2 separate regions of the Sus scrofa genome follow, and region 2 is linked to region 1. Evidence: chromatin contacts called from public HiChIP or PLAC-seq data. All regions are on one chromosome and are shown on one strand. The core of a region is the stretch at or near the end of the contact, and the rest is flanking DNA. Distances in the headings are between cores, read along the strand shown. Region 1 overlaps C7H14orf159 (UPF0317 protein C14orf159 homolog, mitochondrial). Region 2 overlaps CCDC88C (protein Daple).

Region 1 (6,612 bases), core at 1,844-4,343:
TGTGTTTTGGACAGAACCTAAAACGGGTCACTCTCAAGCCACACGCATTAGCACAGTCAGCTCCCAGCGTGCCCTGGGGTTTTGCCCCAGCAGCTGTGACAGCAGCAGCAATTCATCTATTGCTAGTAGAAGTTTAGATGTTGAAATCCGAGCATGAGTTTGTAAACGAGAAAGATTCAAGGTCCCTGGCCAGGGAGGGCATTCGTTCTCATTTACAATCAAATACGCTATTGCAGGTCAGGACTGAAGCGCTAAGGCGGGCTGGGGCCGGGCAGCAGTGAGATCTCCTCTGCAAGGCGACCCCCTGGCCGGCGGCGGCGGGAGAGGGCTGAGACCACCCACCGCGCGGGAGGATATTTCCCGCGCGGATGTGCGGGAGCGTGTATACAGCTGAGCACAGACACTCGGAAATGACCGCAAGCTCCCTGACATCTGCGTCGTGTCTCCTGCAGCATTTGATTCCTAAGATCTGGGCACAAAGTAGGTTCCCCCAACATTGATCTGCAATAAATGAATGAACAGAATCCCACGGATCTTGGCGTTTTTGTCTCAGGACCATATTAGAGATAATCTTCCACTATCAGGAGGCTCTTATGATAGCTCAACTCTCAAGAATGCTTTAAAAATAAATGGAAAGTAGCACATCTTATTATTTGTAGTGCAAGCCAGGCTGACCTGGCTAGAATTTTCCTCTGTCTAGGACAGTGGTCTGCAACTGCTATTTTTTGTTGTTGTTTCTGTCCCATCCCTACTTTACTGTGAACCAGTTAGGGCGCCCTCGTGTGTCGTCTTATTGTAATATCACCCTCGGCCTTGGAAAAAATGAACTGACAGTATTGCTTTCAAATACCTTGCAAAAAAATCGCTTTGTTTAGTTGAGTTGCTTGCCTTTACCTTTGCTTTCAAAGCCCCACCAACTTCCAGAATGTCTCCAAAGTCAAGCAAAACATTGACCCTTCTCTTAGAATGGGTGGTGAGCCTTCCGCAGACAGAAATAGATTTAATCAAAACATATTTGACCTGGGAGTTCCCACTGTGGCTTAGCGGTTAAGGTATCTGACTAGCATCCATGAGGATGCAGGTTCGATCCCTGGCCTTGTTCAGTGGGCTAAGGATCTGGTTTGCCATGAACTGTGGTGTAGGTTGTAGACTTGGCTCGGATCCTGCGTTGCTGTGGCTGTGGGTAGGCCAGCAGCTACAACTCTGAATATGCCGTGGGTGCAGCCCTAAAAAGAAAAAACAAAACAAGCAAAACATATTCGACCTGAAAGGCAGCTGCTCTGGGGAGACCCAGCACTGGGATGATAAGGAAGATGTCACAGAGACCTTCCCTGGGGGCTGTTTCATGACTTTCTTCCCCAAGTCACTGCGCCACAAGCCTATGCATTCAGGAACTAGAGATGGACCTGATTCCATCCCAGGTCAGAGTAACTGGCCCCTTAAACCCAGACGTACTGCAGCCGCTGACAGCTTGGAGTCTGATCAGCCGAGAAGGCCAGAACACTGGAACATCCCGGGGCTGACACACCACAGGCTCCCTGAAGTCAGATCTGGAAAGATCTTTGATGCACAATGGTTCTGCAGGTGGAAAAAGAGAGTCCCACCGGGTCCTGCACTGGCTGGTAGCATCTGATTTGAACACACTGAGTAGTTTGTGGTTCCTTCTCCAACAGGACCTCTAGCCACAGGCCTGCTGCAAACTGTATTGGAGAAGGACGGGGAGGAGACCCAGAATCTGGATTTTAACCCCCTCAGGATGCTTGCTGACTTCCATTCTGAGTGGCATCGTTTCCAAGCATGGAACCTCAGACGCCTGGTGTGATTGCTGGAGGGGACTTGGGGACATTTAGCCCAATGTCGTCATTGTACAGATTGCTGACAAAGCCAGTGATTTTGAGTTTATCTTGGTACAGACTGGGTCACACAACCCAGGCAAAAACTCTGTTTGACCACCAGCAGCATCCCTGCACCTGGCCAGCTGTCAGCGCACCCGCGAAGATGGCGGAGAGAAATGTATCGATCGGGTCCAATCGATCCCACTAAAGATATAACAACTCATGGAGTTCCCGTTGTGGCGCAGTGGTTAACAAATCCGACTAGGAACCATGAGGTTGCGGGTTCGGTCCCTGCCCTTGCTCAGTGGGTTAACGATCCGGCGTTGCTGTGAGCTGTGGTGTAGGTTGCAGACGTGGCTCGGATCCTGCGTTGCTGTGGCTCTGGCGTAGGCTGGTGGCTATGGCTCCGATTAGACCCCTAGCCTGGGAATCTCCACATGCCGCAGAAGCGGCCCAAGAAATAGCAAAAAAAAAAAAAAAAAAAGAAACTCAGCAGACATTCGGCTTTGGGTGGTCCTGGACCATCTTTCTATGAAACGTGGCAAGTGCTGATTGCATTTTTGCAGAATGCTGGGCTTTGTCAAAGTTTGTTATGCAGCTGAGCATGTTCCGTTATGCTCAACCCTGACTCTCCCCCAAGGCCCAATCCCAAGCTCCCATCAGGCCTCTGAGAGCCTCCAAGAGGCCTGGGCAGCTTCCACGCTTGGATCTGCTCACTCACTGTCAGGCTGAGTGAATACACTGGGGATCAAAGGATTTCAGTTCCAGTTAACACTTGGAAGGAAGCCGTCCCCTGCCCAAATATGCTGCTGAACAATAGCCTAGATTAGTGGTTGCTATGATTTCAGATCTCAAGACAAATAGCTCTGCTGACATCCTCCACCACCTGCTTCCCCCACCCCAGGGTTCACCCCAAGTGTCACAGGGGCTAATGGGCGAGGCTAGCAGTTCCGTCAAGGACATCACCTTCAAAACTGAAGGGCATCTGCAAACCCAGCCCTGGTACTGACTGCTGCAGGAATCTGTCTTGTCCAGGGCCTTCACCCCAGGGCTCCTGGGAAAGATGAGACAAGTCAGAGGAACTCAGGAACATAGCAAGTTCCTGTCTTCTTGGGAAGAAGTCCAATGCAGCTGTCAGAATCATGAATGAGAGTGGACCCTGACCTGGGTCATGGATGTGAATTGGTTGTCCTTGCACCACCCGCACTGAGCAACTGGCCTGCACCAGCCTTTCCAGCTTGTCCTTGGGAACATGCCTCACTATGACCACCAGGGGGCGGCAAAGGCCAGTGATGTGGCGCAAGGCCCAGCTCTCTGCCGAGAAATCAAGTGAAAACTCTTTTCGTGTTTTTGTTTTTGTTTCTAAAAAACAGAATCGGCCCAGGTCGAAGCCCTGAGCACCAAGAGTTCAAGGCAGCTGAATGAAGACAGAGGTCCAAGTAGCTATTATAAAAATGCAGCTTCTACTTTTAGGTGACAGAGATCAGGATGTTTGCTGGGGATTATTGGTCTAAAACTGAGAATCTTAACTTTGCAGGTGCCTCTGGTCGTCTGGGGCAGCCGTAAACCTGTGTAGAAGTAGTAGTTTTTTGCCTTTTTTTTTTTTTCCTTCGGTCTCACCTGCAGCATATGAAGTTCCTGGGCCAGGGATCGAACCCATGCCACAGCAGTGACCCAAGCTGCTGCAGTGACAATGCCAGAGCCCTAATGTGCTGCACCACAAGGGAACTCCCTAGAAGGAGTATTTTTAACTGCACAAAAGGAAATGCAGAGGATTACAAAAGAAACCAATCATGCTGGAAATGCAGTTATCAAATTATGGGGGGAACATGTTAGGTGATGTTTCTTCATTAACAGCTCAAGGAACAAGATGGCAGGCCCACCGCTGGAATTTTGAAGCGGTGATGGACATATGGGGTAATTTTGAGATTTCAGGAAGGACCGCAGTGTGACATGAAAACATCTGTGCTTTCTTTGGGCAGCCACGAAGTCCCCGGGTCTGCTGACACGTCACAGCTTCTTCCCTGCCTTCATGCCAGAAGGAAATGCTCAATTTCACTGTGAGGCTATGAAAATTCAAATGTAAATTTTTCCCCAGTGGATTCCACGGACCCTCTGAATTTTCTCCACAAACCTCAAGGCGCCTGTGAACCACAAGCGAGGATCTCTAGGAGAATCAGAGGCAGAGGGTCCCAGACCCCACTGGGCCCTGCTCATGCCTCCTGCCTCCGGAGAAGCCACCCAGGACGACCCGTGTGACTGTCACTGGTGGTGTTGTTTTTTCTCCCCTGGACGGTTTCTGGACCCCGTAGCGGGGCTTATGAGACACTGAGGACCTGCCAGGAGGATAATCGGCTGGGACAGTCTTGGCAGCTGCCTGAAGGGCTTGCTGTTAGCACCCTGTCAGCCACAGGATGAAAGCTTGGTGTGCCTGCCAGTTTGTGCCCAAATAACAGCTCTTGGGAAGGGGCACATGCCCTGGAGGCTCCCAGGAGACTGGCAGGGCGCCCCGAGGCTGAGGGCCTCCTCCCGAGGGCCCACCTCACCTCCCCAGGGCCCCCAGCTGAGTCCAAGACACTGCCTGGCCATTTCTCCCAGGACCGGTGGGCAGAGGCACCAGTGTCTGAGAAGAAGCTATCTGGGAACCCTGGGGGGCAGCGAGGTGTGGCCACAGGGCTCTGCAGAGCACTTACTGTGGGCAGTGCCAGGCACCTCTGTGCCATGTATCATATATCCTGTAATTGTCACCCCTCCTCCGCTCTCAGCGTTTATTTTATTTTATTTATTTATTGATTTTGCTTTTTAAAGCCACACCTGCAGCATATGGAGGTTCCCAGGCTGGGGTCAAACTGGAGCTGTAGCCCCCGGCCAACGCCAGAGCCACAGCAACGCCAGATCTGAGCTGCATCTTCGGCCTACACCACAGCTCATGGCAACACCAGATCCTTAACCCACTGAGGGGGCGGGTGCAGGGATTGAACCTGCATACCCTTGGATACTAGTTGGGTTTGTTGCCACTGCGCCACAATGGGAATTTGATAGGCATTTTATAGGTGGGAGCCAGGAGCCCTGGTTTCCAGGCTGCTTCTGGCACTGTGGCAAGTCCCTCTCTCTTTCAAGCCTCATTTCTGCATCTGCACACGATGGGCCGCCAGCCCTCCCGGCTCCTACCTGCCCCAAACAGTGGCGTGTTCCAGGCCAGCCCTGCCCTGCGGTTCTGCCCCGCCCTGCCCCACCTTCCAGAAGGTTCCTCAGACACTACTTCACACACGAAAAGCAGCACACACTGTGGGCAGCCTGTGTCAGAGCAGAGGCAGATCAGGCCCCACTGGCAGGAGCCCAAAGCAAGCAGGACTGCAGAACTGTTCCGGAGCCCTAGACAAAATCACCAATCTGAGTCCCCAAAGAACCCCGGGCCAGGCTGTTGACACTGGCTGACCCTCCACCCGGCCGAGTAAATTCTCAGACTTCCCAGGAGTGTCCCGGCAGGGGTCAGAGAAGGAGGGATCTGGTTCTCTCCTCGCGACAGACAGGCTGTGGCTGGATTAAAACCTCGGAGCCACAGCAGGGAGGCGGCCCCCCAGCGCGCCCGTCCCAGGAGAGGCCGCCACGCTGCACTTGTGACCACAGCCGCCGCCTCCGGCCAAGACATGACCCAGCTTTCCTGACAAGAGACATAACCCAGCAGCTAATGGCCTGGCCGAGGCTCTGCCACAAATCCCCGGGCATGTACCCCACCAGGCACACGCTCCCCGGGAACCTTTTCAAAAATCTCACTGAGATGCCCTAAGTTAAAGGAGCCAGACCGATTCTGCACAGGTCTGGTTTGCACAGCCCAGTGATGGGTCCAAAAGGGCTTGACTGAGCCTCTCGAGGGCACGCTGGGTGCTCACAGCAGCCCCAGAGGCGGGCAGGGGAGAGGCTGGTGGTTCCATTTTCCGGATGAGGAAATAAGCTCAGAGAGGTCAACCACTTGTCCCGGGTTGCACAGCCAGAAGGTGGCTGAGCTTAGGTCTCCTGTCTCCGGTTGACAGTGTTCTCTCCAGCACGGGAAAATACAAGTGGACCCGCATTTTCCAGTCGTTCTATCTCCGTGGATTGCGTCCCTACCTTGCAGGCGCCCATGTGGTTGTAGCTGCTGCATCTCCTCTGGAGAGCCCCGCCTTCTCCAAGGCCCCTTTCAGAGAGAAGCTGCCACCCAGCAGGAAGGCCACCGCGTCCTTCAGTGAGGTCAGACTGCCAGTGCAGGCGCCGAACATGTACTTCCAGAACTGGGGACAGCCCGTCCTGGGAACATAAGGGAAAGCTCATAGACCCCAGACTCAGCATGGACTCTGTGCATTTTTAAAAAGGACTTGGGAGAGAGACGAGGACGGCTGGGGCTGAAATTTCAGGCGCTGGCATCAGGGCAGGGAGATATAGTTTTGAGCAGGGGGCCTTGCTAGCATCCTTCAAATCTTGCCAGACTGGGGACCATTCAATCAGCATGAATATAATGCTGATTCCACGCTATTATATGGCCTGTAACCTCAACCCAAAACCAGCAAGAAGAAACAATGGCGCCTTCTCAGCCATCAACACCCACAGATCAAAGGGACAGAGGGCACGTGTCTCAGGGAAGCTCCCAGAGCCAGGAATAGAAAGGCCTTCCTTCTCCTTAGACTCTTCTGCAGGGTGGAAAGACTTTGGTTCTGGAGTTCCCGCTGTGGTGCAGTGGCTTAAGAATCCAACTGCAGTGGTTTAGGTCACTGCAGAGGTGTGGGTTCGATCCCCTGCC
Region 2 (6,612 bases), core at 1,207-3,706, 81 kb before region 1:
TCAGAAAGTTTACATTGGCTTCAGTTTCCTTCCGAAGTGCTACGTGTAGGAGCTGGCATCATCTCCTCCCCTATCTGTTGTCTAAAAAGATTTAGGATACAAACGCAGAGATTTCCAACTTAGATGCGTAAAGACCCTCTCTGCAATGAAATGGTTTGACACAAGGGAGCCCTTTTGGCTTGATGTTGAATGATAGACATCACAGCAGGAGGGATCTCCTGCCTGCAGCCTTTGCTAAACCTGAGCAGCCGGCTTTCTGCTTGTCAGCTGACCAAAAGGGTTTTCTTCTTAAGTATTTTGATGCCTTGAGCTTCTCTTAGCTAGGAAAAAGAAGGGAAAGATTTTTTTCTTTTCATCCTTTTAGGGCCGCGTCCATGGCATCTGGGGGTTCTCAGGCTAGAGGTCCAGTCAGACCCACAGCTGGTGGCCTGCAACAGCCACAGCAACGTGGGATCCAAGCCTCATCTGCAACCTACACACTACAGCTCACAGGGACACGGGATCCTTAACCCATTGAGCGAGGCCAAGGATCGAACCCGCATCCTCAAGGACACTAGTCAGGTTCATAACCCACTGAGCCACAGTGGGAACTCCAGGAAAGGAGTTTTTGATGCATTACTTAGATAAAAGTGCCTTGGGGCCCTTTGATTTATATATCATGATTTTCTTTTAGTGAAATTTATTTCCTTTTTAAAGAGAGATGTGCATTTTTTAAAATTTTCAACTATTCCTTTCTCAGAAGACTTATTCTGCTTTTTTACCATACACGAAAACCATGTGCTTTTTGGCTCGTCCCCAACCCCGTTAGCTAACAAGCGTTTTCCAGATGCCTGCTATTTGCAGAGAACACGCCCAGCACTTGGGAACCGAGTGCCCTAAAGACCCAGTCAAACAAGAGCAAGCTTGCTTTGGGGGCGGGGGGTGGTCGGCAGTGCGTCCCCTGTTCCCAGTGCAGTCAGCCCAACACCAGCTGTGTGCTAGGAGGATGCAGAGATGACAGGGACACAGTCCCTGTCCCCCAGGGGCTGCTGGTCCGGCAGGACAAACACTGATATGGGGCTGGTGAGGCCCATGCTGCTGGGCTGGCGGAGGAGACAGGGAGAGGTGGGCCTGGAAGGCACCACCTGCCCTTCGCATGGGGCGGGGGTCACCCTTCCTGTGCCTGATGCTCACCCTCTGAGCTGCTGCAGACACGCTCCCTGGGTGCACACGGCAGCCAGGAGGGCTAGTTCCCTCCAGTGCTTCTTCGCCTAAAGGTCAGTTTTTCCCTTTGAGGCAGATGTGAGTTTAAGACGCATGAGTGGGAGGACAGCAAACAGCCAGGGAAAGCCAGCGTGCCCTCTCCTCCTGAGGGTCCAGCTCCCACTCCCAGGACCAGGGAACCCAAGCCTCCCTGCACCCAGGCACTTGCTCCCTGCACACACGTGCACATACTGCCGCTTCCTGGCTCCGCCCTGACCAAGCCACACTGTTTTCATGAATGTTCCAGAAGCTCTGTGCAGTGACGGGTTGGACACCTCTACCCTTGGCTTAGCCAGAGCAGCCCCTTTCTTTTTTGGTCAACCTTTTGAGTTCTGCATGAGATTTCCATCATGAACAAACTTGTTTTAAGCTACAGCCTTAGATCTAATTTTAAAAAAATACTGCAGGCCGCCCTTCCTGGCGGCACCTGGCTTAACTTCAGCACAGTTGTTTTGTTCCATGATTTTTCTCAGTCATTGCCCTTTAGGTTAAATGTTGATGTTTCTTTTCAGTGTCCAGGCCAGGGAGCTTGGAGAGCAGTAGAAATGCATCCAGCGACAGCTCACCTCTTAACCTGAAAGGTAAGCTGACCTTTCCTTCCGGGCACTTTTCAGTGTAAGTGGATCTTTGGCTCTGAGCTTATATTTGTAATTTTAGAAAGACAATTACTGGAGTTCCCTGGTGGCTCAGAGGGTCAAGGGTTAAGTGTTTTCACTGCTGTGTCTCTGGTTACAGCTGTGGCCTGGGTTCCATCCCTGGCCCGGCAGTTTCCCCATACTGCAGCCGTGGCCAAAAAAAAAAAAAAACCCAAAATACAGTTATCAGGATCGTGCACGCATTCTTCATTGGTGTTCCTAGGCCACATCACACAGTTTCAATGAGTACAGGCCGAGAGTTCACATGGATTGGGATTCAAATCCCTTCACCCCCACGGCAGGCCCTGGGCACCCGGGCGAGTCACCCATCCTCTGAATCCAAGTTACTTCATCCTTAGAATGGGGACTGAAAAGTAGTTTCGTTCCCCTGTGGTCAGGAACAGAGCGGATAGATGGCTTTGCTTCTTTTATGTTCTCTTAAATTCATTTTATGGTACAGAATACAGTCTGTCTTAATGAATAAATCTGGAAAGAACTTTGCCGTCCCGAGGCCATAAAACTTGTGTACTTCTTAGCGTCCACATGACCAGCCTCTAAAGGCCACCTGGCTTGTAGCAGGTGCTGAACCAGCAACCCCCGCGCGTGTGAATGGACAGGCTCATGAGCGCGGTGCCTTACAGCTGTTACTGATTTAAACTTAAGCAAAGCTTTCCGCCCTTATCTCAAGTTATTTTGTTCTGAATGCTAAGCACTGGAGGGTGGGTCCTGAACCTCCAAAATCCCAGCCTGGGAGAAGAGCGTCCTGGGTGCTCGGGTGGGGTCCTTTGTGTGTTAAGTGAGCCCACCAGAGGTGGGAGGCGGGGAGAGAAGGCTTAACATGTGTTTCTCTGTGTCGCCCGTCCTGACCCCAGGTTCCTCCGACCAGCTCCACCGCAGGTCCGAGAGCTTCAGCAGTGAAGACCTGATCCCCAGCAGGGACACGGTCCCTGCCAGCACCCCGGGGCGCCCCGCCCTTGGCCGCCATGAGTACCCCCCACCCCGGAACGGGCCTCTCCCCCAGGAGGGTGTCCAGAAGAGGGGTGCTGCCCTGCCCCACGGCGGGGTGCGGCCCTGCTCCGCCTCCCCAAGTAGCGAGATGGTCACCCTGGAGGAGTTCCTGGAGGAGAGCAACCGGGGCTCCCCATCCCCCGTGAGTGGCCCGTAGCAGCAAAGTCACTGGAAGGGATGGGGCAGGGGTGGCGCAGCCTCGGGGCTGGGCTGCTTGGACGGGGAGGGATACCCGGTGGCTGGCACATCCCCAGGCCTCCCAGGCATTTTCTCCACCTGTGAAGCCAGCGGGCAGAACTTGGTGCCAGTGCGGAGGGCGGGGATGGGGTGCACCCGCTGCTGGCCAGGAGCCACTTGCAGGGTTAGGATCTCACGCTGGGTTTTGTATCAGAGCTCTGAGTACCCACTGCCCCTGAGCTGTCACCAGCAGAAGGCAGCGAGTTTTTTCTATAAAGGGCCAGCTAATAAATATTTTAGGCTTCCGAGGCCAGGCGGTTTCTCTTGCAACTCCTCAGCTCTGCCACTTCAGCGGGAAAGCAGCCACAGACTGAGAACCGCTGAGAGCCGCCCCCCAGCCCCTCCTATTTGCTCAAGGCGCCCAGCCTCACTATCCCCACATCCCCGACACCCCCACCCTCTCCCGAGCAGGCCTCCCCTCCCTGAGTGCTGTGCTAAGGGGCGGTGGGGAGGGGGACAGTGAGGTGGGCTCCCTGAGTGCCCTCCTGCAAGTAGGTGTCAAAGAAGTTCGAAGTGTGCAGAAAAGAGCCAGGGTGCAGAAAACAGCTCCCCCCCCCCGTGTCAGCCCTAGGTTCTAGGTGTCTGACCTCCATGACTTCAGTTTTCTTACCGATTAAAGGTTATTTTAATACACCCTTAAATAACTTTTCGAGGTTGCTTTCAGAATTAAATGAGTTTTCTGCCACCACGCCCCTGGTTCCTAGCACAGTGGCATGAGGGGAGCTCTCAGTAAATGGTTCCTGTCCATCTCGATATTGATGGCACAGGACCTTACTGTCCACACACTCGAGAGTGTGGCTTCAAGCTAGTGTGAAACAGCAGGTTGCACCTCTGTCAAGTTGAGCATCCAGATGTTTTCTGGGACTAGGAGTTGTTGGCAGGTGGTTCCTGAGCTGCTGACTCATCCTGCAGCCTGACAGGTCGAGGCAGGCTGGGGTCTGATTACAGCAGCTCTCAGCCCCTGACTTTCATCTCCAGCGTGAACTTGCTTCGCTTCCCCTTGTTGCCTCATCAGCCTCTGGAGAAACCTCCGATTGACTCCAGGCTGGGAGGTGCTGGCAGGAGGCTGGAGTTACCAGAGCAGGTTCCTAGAGCTTGGTCCCCAGGGGGTCAGCGGTGGACACCAGTTTCCCGGGGTTTGGGGTGGCAGCCGGGTGGTGGGAGGCAGCCGCTGGAGCGGGTACAGTCTAGAGGGCTGAGCCGCCTTCCTGTTCTCCTGGACGGTCGGCCTCTCTGGTTCCCACCGCCCCCGCCTGCCCCTGTGCCTGCCTCTCTGCTTTCTTCCATCAGGAGAAAGGTCTGAGGGCCAGTGAGGTCCTGAGTGTGGTTGGTTCCTCTTGCTCTCTCTGGCCCGCAGTAAAGCCTTTGCAGTGTGTCTGAGCGAGGAGGGCCGTCCCCAAGGTCCAGTCCTGCCAGTCCGCACGTTGCCACCTGCTCTGCTTGGCGGAAAGATGGGAAACAGAGGGCAGCAGTTGGCCTGACTGCTTTATAACGTGGAAGGGACTTGTGCAGAGTCATTTTCTCTCTAGATCCACTTTCTTGCTTGTCAAATCGGGGGGGGGGGGGCCCTCTCCCTGGTAATCTGTGAACAGCCCCGCTCCCCTCCTCCCCATCCTGACCGGGGCATTGTGTGCAGCAGGGATGTTAGGCCTTCAAGTGGCCGGGCGGGGAGCTTCGGTCCTGGCCCTGCAGGCTGCACAGAGTCACCCTGGGTGGAAGGGGGCTCTCCAGACCCCTGGCTCCCACTCAGGCCTTCCTCTCTCCTCTCTAGGATGCTCCCAGTTGCCGGGATGACCTGCTGAGCGACTACTTCAGAAAGGCCGGTGAGCTCTCGGGCATCGGCGGCCAGCCAGGCCCACCTGCCAGGAAAGAAGGGGCCAGAATGCCCACCAGCCTTGTGGCCCCCACCGTTAAGGTGGCCGTCGCCACCTCTGAGGGGAAGCTGCTGAAGCCCGGGCAGTACGTGAAGCCAAACTTCAGACCTGCTGAGGCCGAGGCCCCGCCCAGTGCCCCCCAGAGGCCAGTGCAGCCCCCCCAGAGCCTGTCCCTGGGCAGGCCCCGGCAGGCCACCATGCCCCCCGCTGCCCACGCCCCTGCCAGCCGGAGCGCATCCCTGAGCCGGGCCTTCAGCCTGGCCTCCGCCGACCTCCTCCGGGCCAGCGGGCCGGAGGCCTGCAAACAGGAGCCAGGGGGCCCCGACTCCTCGGGGGGCAGAGAGACAGGTGGCCACGGCTTGCAGAGCCCCGGCTCCCACAGCCTGGCCCGGGAGCGGACCCCACTTGTGGGAAAGGCTGGTGGCTCCTGCCAGGGCCCCAGCCCCCGGAGCCGGCCACTGGACGTGAGGCGCTTCTCCCTGGCCCCCCCGAAGGAAGAGAGGCTGGCTCCCCTGCAGCAGTCGGCCACGGCCCCAGCCCTTGCGGCTGGAAGCGGCAGCAGCAGCTCCCAGCTCCAGCACTTCCCACCTGCTGCGGCCCTGGCCGCCAGGACTAAGCCCCCAGCACCTTCCCACCTGGGGGAGGCAGCCGCCATCGTCCCTGTCCGGACGGGGCTCAGCCCCTCGGAGGGGGACGGGGCCCCGGGGCAGGGCCCCAGCGAGGGCCTCCCCGCCAAGGGCTCAAGCAGGCCTCCCGACCTGGCCCCCCACGGCAGCCGGGCCCCCGAGGACTACAGTCGTGGGAGCAGCACCAAGAGCACGCCAGCGTCCCCTGAGCCCGGGGACCAGAATACGGTGTGGTACGAGTACGGCTGTGTGTGACTTGGTCCCGGACCCGAGGCTCCTGAACCGAAAAACTACTGACGCACCTTCCCCCCTGCGCCTGTGGTGCCAGGAAAGGGTTTTAGGAGGAAAGGGTTCCCGTGCATTTCTTCTGTGTTGTTATTACTTCACTGTGCCAAGCCCTGGGAGGACTGCACCCCCCACTGGGTACCTGTCTCTGCATCTCTAGCCTCCGGCAGCTGGCATCTTCTGAACAAATCCACTTTGGCATGGGGACACTCAGAACTGACCCCAAAGCAGACACTATATGAGTGCACCCCTGTAGAACACTCATTTGCAACTTGCTGACCTCCATTGAAACACGCGTGAATGTGGGCGTGGGCAACCACACACACACACACACACTCTCACACTCACACAGGGCTGAGTCCCAGTGGGTCTGAAAACTACTCCCTTCCCAAAAGCCATTTGATCCTAGCAGCCCAGCCTGGCCAAACGACAAAGGTCTCGAGGGCCTTGGGCGGACCCCAGAGGCAGGCTCCCTGTTGAGAGCCGGGAGCGCTGCCGCGCCACTGCTGGGGTCCCGAGCACTTCCCTACACCCCAGAGCCAAGGTGGCCTCCAGGCAGGGGCCTCTGCCTAGGGCGTTTGCCTCCCCAACCCCGCAGCTGCCCCTCCTGGGCTCTGCACGGAGGGCTCCCGACGCCAGTCGGACCCCTGCCTTCAGTGGCTCCCTTGTTTGGAAACACTGGATCTGCTGGGCCGGGGGGAGGGG

Evidence for each region. HiChIP or PLAC-seq counts read pairs in DNA pulled down with a chosen protein or histone mark.
Region 2: an H3K27ac HiChIP or PLAC-seq map of skeletal muscle shows a contact between it and region 1. The contact joins two enhancer-like sites. A contact is called at or near these places in 1 of 5 promoter capture datasets (liver), 30 of 47 Hi-C or Micro-C datasets (adipose tissue, alveolar macrophages, blood and 16 more) and 2 of 2 datasets of contacts at active chromatin or transcription factors (alveolar macrophages and skeletal muscle).

The regions. Positions count from the first base shown.
Region 1 is chr7:112,837,137-112,843,748 of Sscrofa11.1, reverse strand. It overlaps C7H14orf159 (UPF0317 protein C14orf159 homolog, mitochondrial), which reads right to left. Exons shown (of 20, transcript XM_021100082.1): 7 at 5,946-6,122; 8 at 4,039-4,171; 9 at 3,000-3,237; 10 at 1,396-1,578; 11 at 227-390. Among named protein-coding and RNA genes, the nearest start is that of GPR68, 64 kb to the left of the region's middle. Within about 2 kb of position 3,093, at least 17 of the 83 cell types and tissues checked have an H3K27ac peak or open chromatin away from gene starts, as enhancers often do. A contact at or near this core is called in skeletal muscle, where this site is marked.
Region 2 is chr7:112,917,800-112,924,411 of Sscrofa11.1, reverse strand. CCDC88C (protein Daple) reads left to right here. Exons shown (of 31, transcript XM_021100083.1): 29 at 1,755-1,823; 30 at 2,750-3,027; 31 at 4,894-6,612. The coding sequence ends at 5,877. Among named protein-coding and RNA genes, the nearest start is that of GPR68, 17 kb to the right of the region's middle. Within about 2 kb of position 2,456, at least 1 of the 83 cell types and tissues checked has an H3K27ac peak or open chromatin away from gene starts, as enhancers often do. A contact at or near this core is called in skeletal muscle, where this site is marked.